3 separate regions of the Mus musculus genome follow, and regions 1 and 3 are each linked to region 2. A link is a contact called in public HiChIP or PLAC-seq and promoter capture Hi-C data. All regions are on one chromosome and are shown on one strand. Each heading gives the region's core, a stretch centred on a gene start, on an enhancer-like site or on the middle of the called end of the contact. The rest is flanking DNA. Distances are from core to core; before and after follow the strand shown. Region 1 overlaps Cers6 (ceramide synthase 6). Region 2 holds the start of Nostrin (nitric oxide synthase trafficker). Region 3 holds the start of Dhrs9 (dehydrogenase/reductase (SDR family) member 9).

The links. Promoter capture Hi-C pulls out the DNA fragments that hold promoters and counts their contacts. HiChIP or PLAC-seq counts read pairs in DNA pulled down with a chosen protein or histone mark.
Region 1: a promoter capture Hi-C map of liver shows a contact between it and region 2. The contact joins the enhancer-like site here to the promoter of Nostrin in region 2. A contact is called at or near these places in 4 of 39 promoter capture datasets (liver, maxillary cranial neural crest and pre-B cells), 2 of 484 Hi-C or Micro-C datasets (both in liver) and 1 of 115 datasets of contacts at active chromatin or transcription factors (microglia).
Region 3: a contact with region 2 is called in an HNF4G HiChIP or PLAC-seq map of pancreatic cancer cells. The contact joins the promoter of Dhrs9 here to the promoter of Nostrin in region 2. A contact is called at or near these places in 4 of 39 promoter capture datasets (embryonic stem cells, hippocampal neurons and stem cell-derived epiblast-like cells), 1 of 484 Hi-C or Micro-C datasets (bone marrow-derived macrophages), 1 of 115 datasets of contacts at active chromatin or transcription factors (pancreatic cancer cells) and 1 of 9 other capture datasets (embryonic stem cells).

The regions. Positions count from the first base shown.
Region 1 is chr2:68,899,584-68,902,283 of GRCm38.p6, reverse strand. The region is part of intron 1 of Cers6 (ceramide synthase 6); the gene reads right to left. Among named protein-coding and RNA genes, the nearest start is that of Cers6, 39 kb to the right of the region's middle. Within about 2 kb of position 1,418, at least 46 of the 459 cell types and tissues checked have an H3K27ac peak or open chromatin away from gene starts, as enhancers often do. A contact at or near this core is called in liver, where this site is marked.
Region 2 is chr2:69,134,398-69,137,097 of GRCm38.p6, reverse strand. It overlaps Nostrin (nitric oxide synthase trafficker), which reads right to left and starts at 1,298. Exons shown (of 16, transcript NM_181547.3): 1 at 1,182-1,298. The coding sequence starts at 1,208.
Region 3 is chr2:69,379,090-69,381,789 of GRCm38.p6, reverse strand. Dhrs9 (dehydrogenase/reductase (SDR family) member 9) reads right to left here and starts at 1,328. Exons shown (of 5, transcript NM_175512.2): 1 at 1,159-1,328. Gm36393 (a long non-coding RNA gene) reads left to right here. Exons shown (of 6, transcript XR_003953850.1): 5 at 1-1,338.

The sequences.
Region 1 (2,700 bases), core at 169-2,668, 230 kb after region 2:
AAGGAAGGGAAGGGAGGAGTGGTGCAATTATATTATAGTCTCAACAAATAGAATTAATAATTTTTTAAAAATTGGAGAAATGATTGTTGTTCCTTGCCCCAAATACTTTGCTATTGCTGGGATAAACACCATGACCAAAACCAGTTGGGGAGGCAAAGTTGACTTGCCTTGCAGGATTCAGTCTATCTCTAGGGAAACCAAGGCAGGAACACAAGGCAAGAACCTGAAGGCAGGAACTGACAATGGAGGAATGACTACTGTTTACTGGCATGATCATCTACATTTCCCATGAAGCCCAGGCTCACCTCCTCGTGGAAAGCACTACCCAGAGTAAGCTGGGGCCTCGCACATCAATCAACCAAGAAAACATCCCACAGACAAGCCCACAGGCCTGTGGTGAAACTATTTAAGAATATATAACTGTGTGGTGGAAGAGATAGCTTAAGAGGTAAGAGTGTTTCCTACTCTTATAGAATGAATATCTCTGGGTTCAGTTCTCAGCACCCCCATCAGGTGTTTTACCTGTTTTGCCTATTCCAGAAGATTCAACACCCCCTGGCCTCTTCAGACATGGTATGTGGTTCCTATAAACTCAGGCAAACATATATACATATATACATACATAGGAATTTTCTTAATTTTAAAAAAAATTAAAGATTATCTAAATTGTATCCCATAAAGGGAACATTCAGTCAAGCTGGCAGAGTTCATGAAGCCAAAGAAGAATATAGATTTCATGCCTCAAAAAAAAAGAAATACTTTTAACCAAGAGTGAATTAGACTGAACTCTATTAAACCTAGTATGAGTACATAGCAGCAACTGCAATAAAGAAAATGTGGTTTGATGTTTAAATGACCATCTCAAAAGTAAACGCCAAAATCGATCTAAGATTACAGACACAGAAAGTCGCCCAGAGGAGCAAAATGGCCTCTGATCACAAAAACCCTTGATGGAAATCTGATCATAGACCACTGTGGTATCTCAGAAAGGCAGTAACAGTGCCATGGAAACAGGAAGCTTAAAGCAGAGTGCATAATTAAGAGTCAGGATCGCAAGTGTCCACTCAAGCCTTATCTGGACAGAAAGGAAGCTGCCTGGAGAAATGTGGCGGTCTGCACATACAGGAAACCCAGCCTGTTTCTCTCCCTTGTCAATTTTAACTCGGCGCAGTGTTACAAGCCAGGAAGCTCTGATATTTTATCTGGATTTTGCCTCCTCACCTACAAAGGAAAGGCTAATGTGCCTAAAGTTAATGAACTTATTCCAACTCTGAGGTAGACAGGAAAACAATGTTTTCCAAACTCTATCCTCCACTCGTGGAGAAAGGTTTTCCTGTTGGTTCCAGTTCTAAGCTGTCTTCTCTTCCCATAACACAGTAGGAATCTAGCAGGTCGGGGTCCACCACAGAAGGGCGGGTGAGAGGACTAAGCACCTTCCTGCTTAGAGACACAGCTTCCCTGTCAACTGTGTGAGCACAGACAGCAGAGTGACGAGCAGTCCAAGTCAGGCCCTGCTTTCCACATGCTAAATGGAACTGGTTTTGCAGAGGGCTTAGATCTAGAATCAGGAACATCATACCTGAAATTCCCAACAGTTAAGAGAGCTGGAAAAAACTTCAAAGGGAAGAGAGCAAGGCTAAGAGAAGCACCTGAGTTCTAACAGAACGCCAGCCAGCGTAGGAAGAATGGCTACCACGCCAGCGGGAGTTGATTCAGGTGCAATCATCACTGAGGCTGGTGGATTGAGTTTTGATAAGAAGCTGATGCTGGCAGAATTCTCAAAACTCTTCATACAAAATCCAAACTTGTTACAAAAGAGAAGACATTGCAGGTGGTTGTGGGTAAGGTTGTCGTGCAGGCGACCGAGGTTTCACATCCACAATAGTGGACAGGTATGCTATGCATGCATCTTCCAGCTCGGATACAGTGTCTTCAGATGAACACAGCATTCTTTCTGAGTCCTGAAACTGTGTTAACTAAGATGACTCACGAGGAAACATTAGAAAGAACCTTATCTCTGGATAATTAAAGCCCTGTGCTCTTTAAAACTGTCAAGGGTTCCAAAGACAAGGGAAGCTGAGAAACTGTTTTTAATCAAGAGTTCAAAGAGCCATGAGCATTATATGCAATGTATACACCTGGACAGGATCCTGAAACAGAAGGAAAAAAGACCTATTGTTGAGTTTACAATGCCGATATTATGAATTGAATGGCAGTTTGTTTGCTAAGTTTTAGTGCTCTCACTGGTTATGTTGGAGATCATTATTGTTGGGCAAAGTGCACGGTCAAGTGATTCAAGGTAACTGGACAATAGATTTGCAACTTGCTCTCACAAGGCAAAGATAAGGAGTTCAAGATCACAAGCATATGCTACAGAGAGAGCACAGACCATAGTATGAATACAGTAAAATATTAACCATGAGGAAACCCAGAATCTGTCAACTCTATGTCCATTTAGCAACAACTGTAAATTTGAAATTACCTGAAAATTAATTATTGAAAATAACCAATCCATTGGAAAATTATAACTTTGACACTGTGTATAAATGAAGAGAATATATTTATTATGATTTGCATAGACATATTCCCCGCACGGGTCACAGCTGTTCTGTTGGTGGAGGCTATGAACCTTTAAACTATAAATCCTCACTGCTATAGAGCATTAGAGGAAGGTCTTATGGGTTACAATCCACCCCACAT
Region 2 (2,700 bases), core at 49-2,548:
TCTAAAAGGTTACCCATAACCACCCAATGCCGAGTAGATTGAGGCTGTGTGCCAAAGTAAGGGGTGAGGTGGGGGTTCACTCAATATTGTCATTCAAGTGTGGTGTTGGAATCTGTGTATTCATTAAGCATATCTTTTTAATGCTTAATGGAACTGGTGCTACGCTATCTTCTTAATCTCTTAGATGTTTGCCTCACTTCAGCCTCAGGATTCTTGAACTAGGTTTGTCCAATAGCAGTTGGAATTCCACCTCTCCTAAGCCCATGGTTTCCTTGCCCTTTGAATAAACAACAAGGAAAGCTGCATCCTCTGCTGATCATGGCTTCCTCACAGATTTCTCCTATTTGCTTTTCCACAGGCTGGTTGGTTGGTTTGTTTCTTTCAATAAAATATATGAACCATGGCTACAATTCCTGGCTTCTGAGGTCACCAAGTTTTTCGCTTTACAGCTTGGGTAAGACATTGAAAATCCTTGATTACTTTGGTTTCGGAACAAATTTCCCTTCCCTTTATTTCCTTTGCATCTTGTCTCCTAGGTCAAATCTCTGCCACTAATAATACATTAGTGACTGTGCTGTGTGTCTTTGGACTTTTGATCAATATTGTATTGGGAGGGGGGCAGGGAAGATCCCAGGACCAGAGCAAGCAGGCTGGCGAACCAGCTACCAGGCTGACACAATGGGAGTCTGTTCTGTGTCCTGAGGGCTTTTGGGATCACAACTCTCAAGCTGTTTGATTAAAAAGCAGGAATGGGTTGAAGGGTGTGGAGGGGAGGCAAATCCTTCCCTGACTCAATCTCTGAGCCCAAATGCATTGCAGACGGTCTGTGAGCTTCCCTGTCTACTCTACACACGATGTTGACTATGTTGGCACCTCATCAAGCAAGCTTTAATATTGCTTCTCAAACAGCCCCGTCTGGATCCAAGTAGGATGCTATAGACTCACCCAAATCTTTCCCCATCAATTTGAGAACTAAAGACGGCTATGACTGTCACATTTTCAAGAGGGCTCTATTTTAAGCTTAACCAAAGAAAAACCGCAGACTTCTGTTCCACAGCCAAAATCTAAACACGCCTGCTTTCTGAATGCCTCCAATTTCTGCAGCTTAGAAACCACTAATCTATAAATTTTCCCCTAGCCTCGTACACACAGGCACACACACACTGCACTGGGCTACTCACCGAACAGTCCGTCAGTGGGTCCCTCATGTTGAAATGCTGTCTGCTTTTTCTTTTACCTACGCTCGATCCAGCATGCTGGACGCTGCAATCAATCAGGTTGGGTGTGTTCTGGACTTCCGGGATTCAAAGGGCTTAGAGTACGTCAGTCCTTGTCAAACACACCAAGGAGGAAGTTCCAGCCCCTGGACTTTCATCCAGTTCATTTCCTGAAAAAGCACAGAACAGCTCTGGGTCAAAAGAGCCAGTGGGAATGGTGAGAAGCAGTCCAGTGAACTTTGAGGCCCTGAGGTGTAGCCTTGAGAGAAGGCTCAGAAGCTGGGTAGAGTTCCCCATGATCTGGATGCCTGGAATGATGGTGGAAATTGCTGGTCCAGTCATGGCTTGTATTTTCTGTGCGTTATGCTGCTCTGACCTTTGGGGTCTAGGCAAGCTAGATAGGTGAAAAGTGACAGTCACAGCTGTCTTTCGTTCTCACGTTGATTGGAGAAGGTGAGTTAAGTACGCAGCATTCCCACCTGGATCTAGGTGGGGCTGTCTGATGGTTTGCCTTGATTGACAACTGGATAGGATCTAGACTCACCTAAGAGGCTCACCTAAGAGCATGTCCGTGAGGGGGGTGTCTAGATTGAGTTAATGGAGGTGGAAAGACCGACCCTAAGTGTAGGCAGCATGATCAGATAAGCTGGGGTCCTGACCGTCAGTAAAAAGGAGAACGTGAGTGGCGGACTAGCATTCCTCTCTCTGGGACCTGTCTGCGGATGCAATAGGACCAGCTGCCCTCAAGCTCCTGCTGCCTTGCATTTCCTGTCATGATACACTGTACTTCAAACTACAGGCCACAATAAACCCTTTCCTTCTGCTTTTATCAGGCAGCTAGTCGCAGCAATGAGGACAATAACGAACACAGTAGGTCAATCCCTGAGGTGATGACAAATTTCCTATAGTCCCGGCTTTGATATGTAAATTAATGGCCCATACCCTCCTGCAATATCAAACCTCTATTTTTTCTGCTCCAAGTCACTCAGAGCTGGTACCAAACAACCTTATGAGACTGTTAACACTAAAGTGTCCAGAAGACTATCAGGAAGCAGACCATTTATGAAACACCTCTCAGGGCTGAACTGAATCCAGCCCTCACTCTCAGCCAAGCAGGACCAAGAGGCTAGGCTATTAATTTAAGCCTAAGATTGGCCTTCTTTTTTCATGGCTCAAAATGATGGGCAGAGCTGGCAATCAGTAACTTATTTTATTGTTGCTTTTAAAAATACCTTTCCCAGTTGTCAGTCCCTAGGTTTCTAATTGCCTATGGATTTATGACAATCATTTACAAGGCTCAGAGTAGCTTTGCTCTGACTTGTGACTTGTCTGAGAATAGGTTTTGTCCCCAAAGCCCCCTCAAATACTTCAGGTCTCACAGTATCTCAGCTGCACCATCCTACTGACACAACCTCCTCTCAGCTGCCTCTTGGGCCCAGGCTCTCTTTTAAGACCCTGAAGATAGTGTAGGAGAGAGAGCTAA
Region 3 (2,700 bases), core at 79-2,578, 240 kb before region 2:
TGTCTGTGTGCCTTCTGACGGTAATGGCACATTAGGAGTCACTCTTAAATCTATGACCACAAAATACTAACTGCTAGCTGGAAGGGATTTCATGCAGAATGCTATTATAACGTATGGTCCCAAAGGAAGTTTAGAATTGAGTATATGTGTGTATCACTCCAGTGAGCATACTCAAATCTCTCACTGTCTTTTAACCACAGTTAGCTTTGCTCCAGAGGAAAATGTTAGTGTTTTTAAATTATATCCCTTGAGAATATGACATTTGTCACAAGGGTCTTGTCTCTTGCAATGTATGAAGTAACAAGTTTTCCTTGTATAAAGGTTTAGTCTAAAACTTGGACACCATTTTCAAATGTGAAAATATCCAGCACAAAAAATGAAAGAACTTTCCATTCTTACATCATGCCTCATCTAGCCAAGGGTATTTCAGAGCATTTAATATGTGCCAGGTGACACTAAGATATATAAAACCCGGACCCTAGCTTTGGGCCAAGAGTGTCACAAGGCTTTACAGAATTATTGCCCCCACCAGCTGAAACCCTAGTGTGTGCATGAGCATCTGAAATATCAAGTCACTTTATCATAAAATGTGGATTTTTTTTTCTTTCTGACAGCTCAGAACCCTGGGCCAGCATGCTCCTTAGAAATACTTTTCTTCATCCCCAACATTGTTTTTCTTTTCTAGTTTAGTGTTCATCTACATGTGTTTACAGAAACTGATAATACTGGGAAAGTAGGTGGAGAAACAGATTAGTCCGCACTTGGTGGTTATGGGTCCACCCCCAGGCACTCTTTAACATGTCCACAACTCTTGGAAAGCTGAGGTCACCAATTTCTCATTAGTCTTCAAAGCCACAGAAGATGCCAAATAGGAATTGAGTGATGAGGGAGGGAGGGAGGGAGAGAGACAGAGAGGTATTTGGTTGTGACTGCAGGATGCTACAGGATAGTCACAGAGCCCTGTCCTAGGAGAGTTTCAGTCAAGTTCCTGGGCCGCCCAGATCATTTCTGTATGAGATGGACTTTGCTCCCATCCTTCTCAAACTGTTAAAGAAGCACAGTTGACCTCAGCTGAAAGACAACTTGGTTTGTTCTATAGGAACACGGAAAATCAAGGACATGAGTGAAGGGACAAACGATCGGACAGTCATCGGTTACCTCGCTGAAGATGACTCGCAGTGCAGAAGCTGAGGGCGACTTGCTCCGCTGCTGCAGATTGTCACCTTCCTGCTGTGGTCCAGGGGAAGGAAGTGCAGCTCCGTCAAGCTGATCCTCTCAAGGTGCCTGCGGTCTGCGGAGCTCTGAGACCTGCATGTGTGAAGACTTCCACTTCTCTCAGTGAGTCACACCTATTGCAACACCAAGTGGTGACTAAGTCTCTCCTCCGTGGATGGAGGGCGGGGAGATTGTAGGTCACAGGTTTCCAAAGGAATCGTCAGTGCTTTTTATAAATTAAGTGTGGCTAGCTAGAGAAAACTACTCATGCTATCTTGACCAAAGGAGGAGGCTGAAATCAAGTAACTAAGAAGCTTTTTTAAAAAAAAATTATTTTGTATCTTTTGTAAATCTCCTGGTGCAAGGAACTGATCATTTCACTGAAAAACAAACAAACAAACAAACAAACAAACAAACAATTTTTATGAGCAAGAAGATCAACATAATAAATGACCAAATATGGTTTGGGAATGATTTGTGGTTTCTTTTCCTAATTTGTGTTTTAAGGTATGACAAAACATCTAGAAAATGTCTCTGGAAGTGAAAACGAGAAAGGACTGCCCCCTCACCTCCAGCTGGCCTTTTCCAGAGCTGCTTCCAGCAGACCTGGCATTGCTTGGTGCCAGCTGAAGCTGTAAGGGGTGGGGGATGAGATGCCACCCACCTTCCCTGCAGCTTGCCAACTCCCCCCCCCCCCCAGCCTCTCCTACTCATGATAGTACAGGCAAGCCAACAGTGCACTGAAGTTTTACTTCTAATTTCAAGCTGTATTCTTCTGCTTCCACCTCTGCTCTGTTCCTTCTTGAAGAGTAGTTACTATTTCCTCCTCAGAGCAAGCAAATGAAAGAGCCCATCCCTCTACCGGAGTCTAGACAGGGCTACTGCTTTTTAAATTAGGTAGGTGTGGTTCCTAGTTCCTCCACAACGACAAAAGACTAGTTTATCCAGAAAAATATTTGGGGTACCTGATATATGCAAAATATACTTTCCCCCTTTAATAACGCTCAATACAGAGTACAGGCACAAACTTGTGGCCTCAGAGAAAAACCTCATGGATTGAAATCCATATGAAGACAGCTATGGTAATTAATCCTCCTTATAAGCAGGCTATTATTTCTGAGAGGTGGAGAGAGCCTCAGGCACCTGGGTGGTCCTGGAGGACTGAAGGGAAAGGCCAAAGAAAAGGTTACACCTTTTGCAAGCTCTACTCAATAATCTCACTCAGTGCCGCTCTGTTTTTAAAAATTCCCCAAATGGACTTAAAAAAAATGAAATGTCGAGCCTGATTTGCATGCTATGGTTGGGAATTCTTGCCCTCTACTTGGCGTGGTCTCTCAGTACTGTTGATAAAACTGAAAGGTTCAGTGTCTAGGCATGTGGGGTAGAGGTGGGGGTGGGGTTAAAACAACCCCTTCCTCAGCTTGTCAGCTGGGTATTGACAAAGGTGTTCACGAATGGAATCATTTGTTAGCAGCCCTGTCTCCA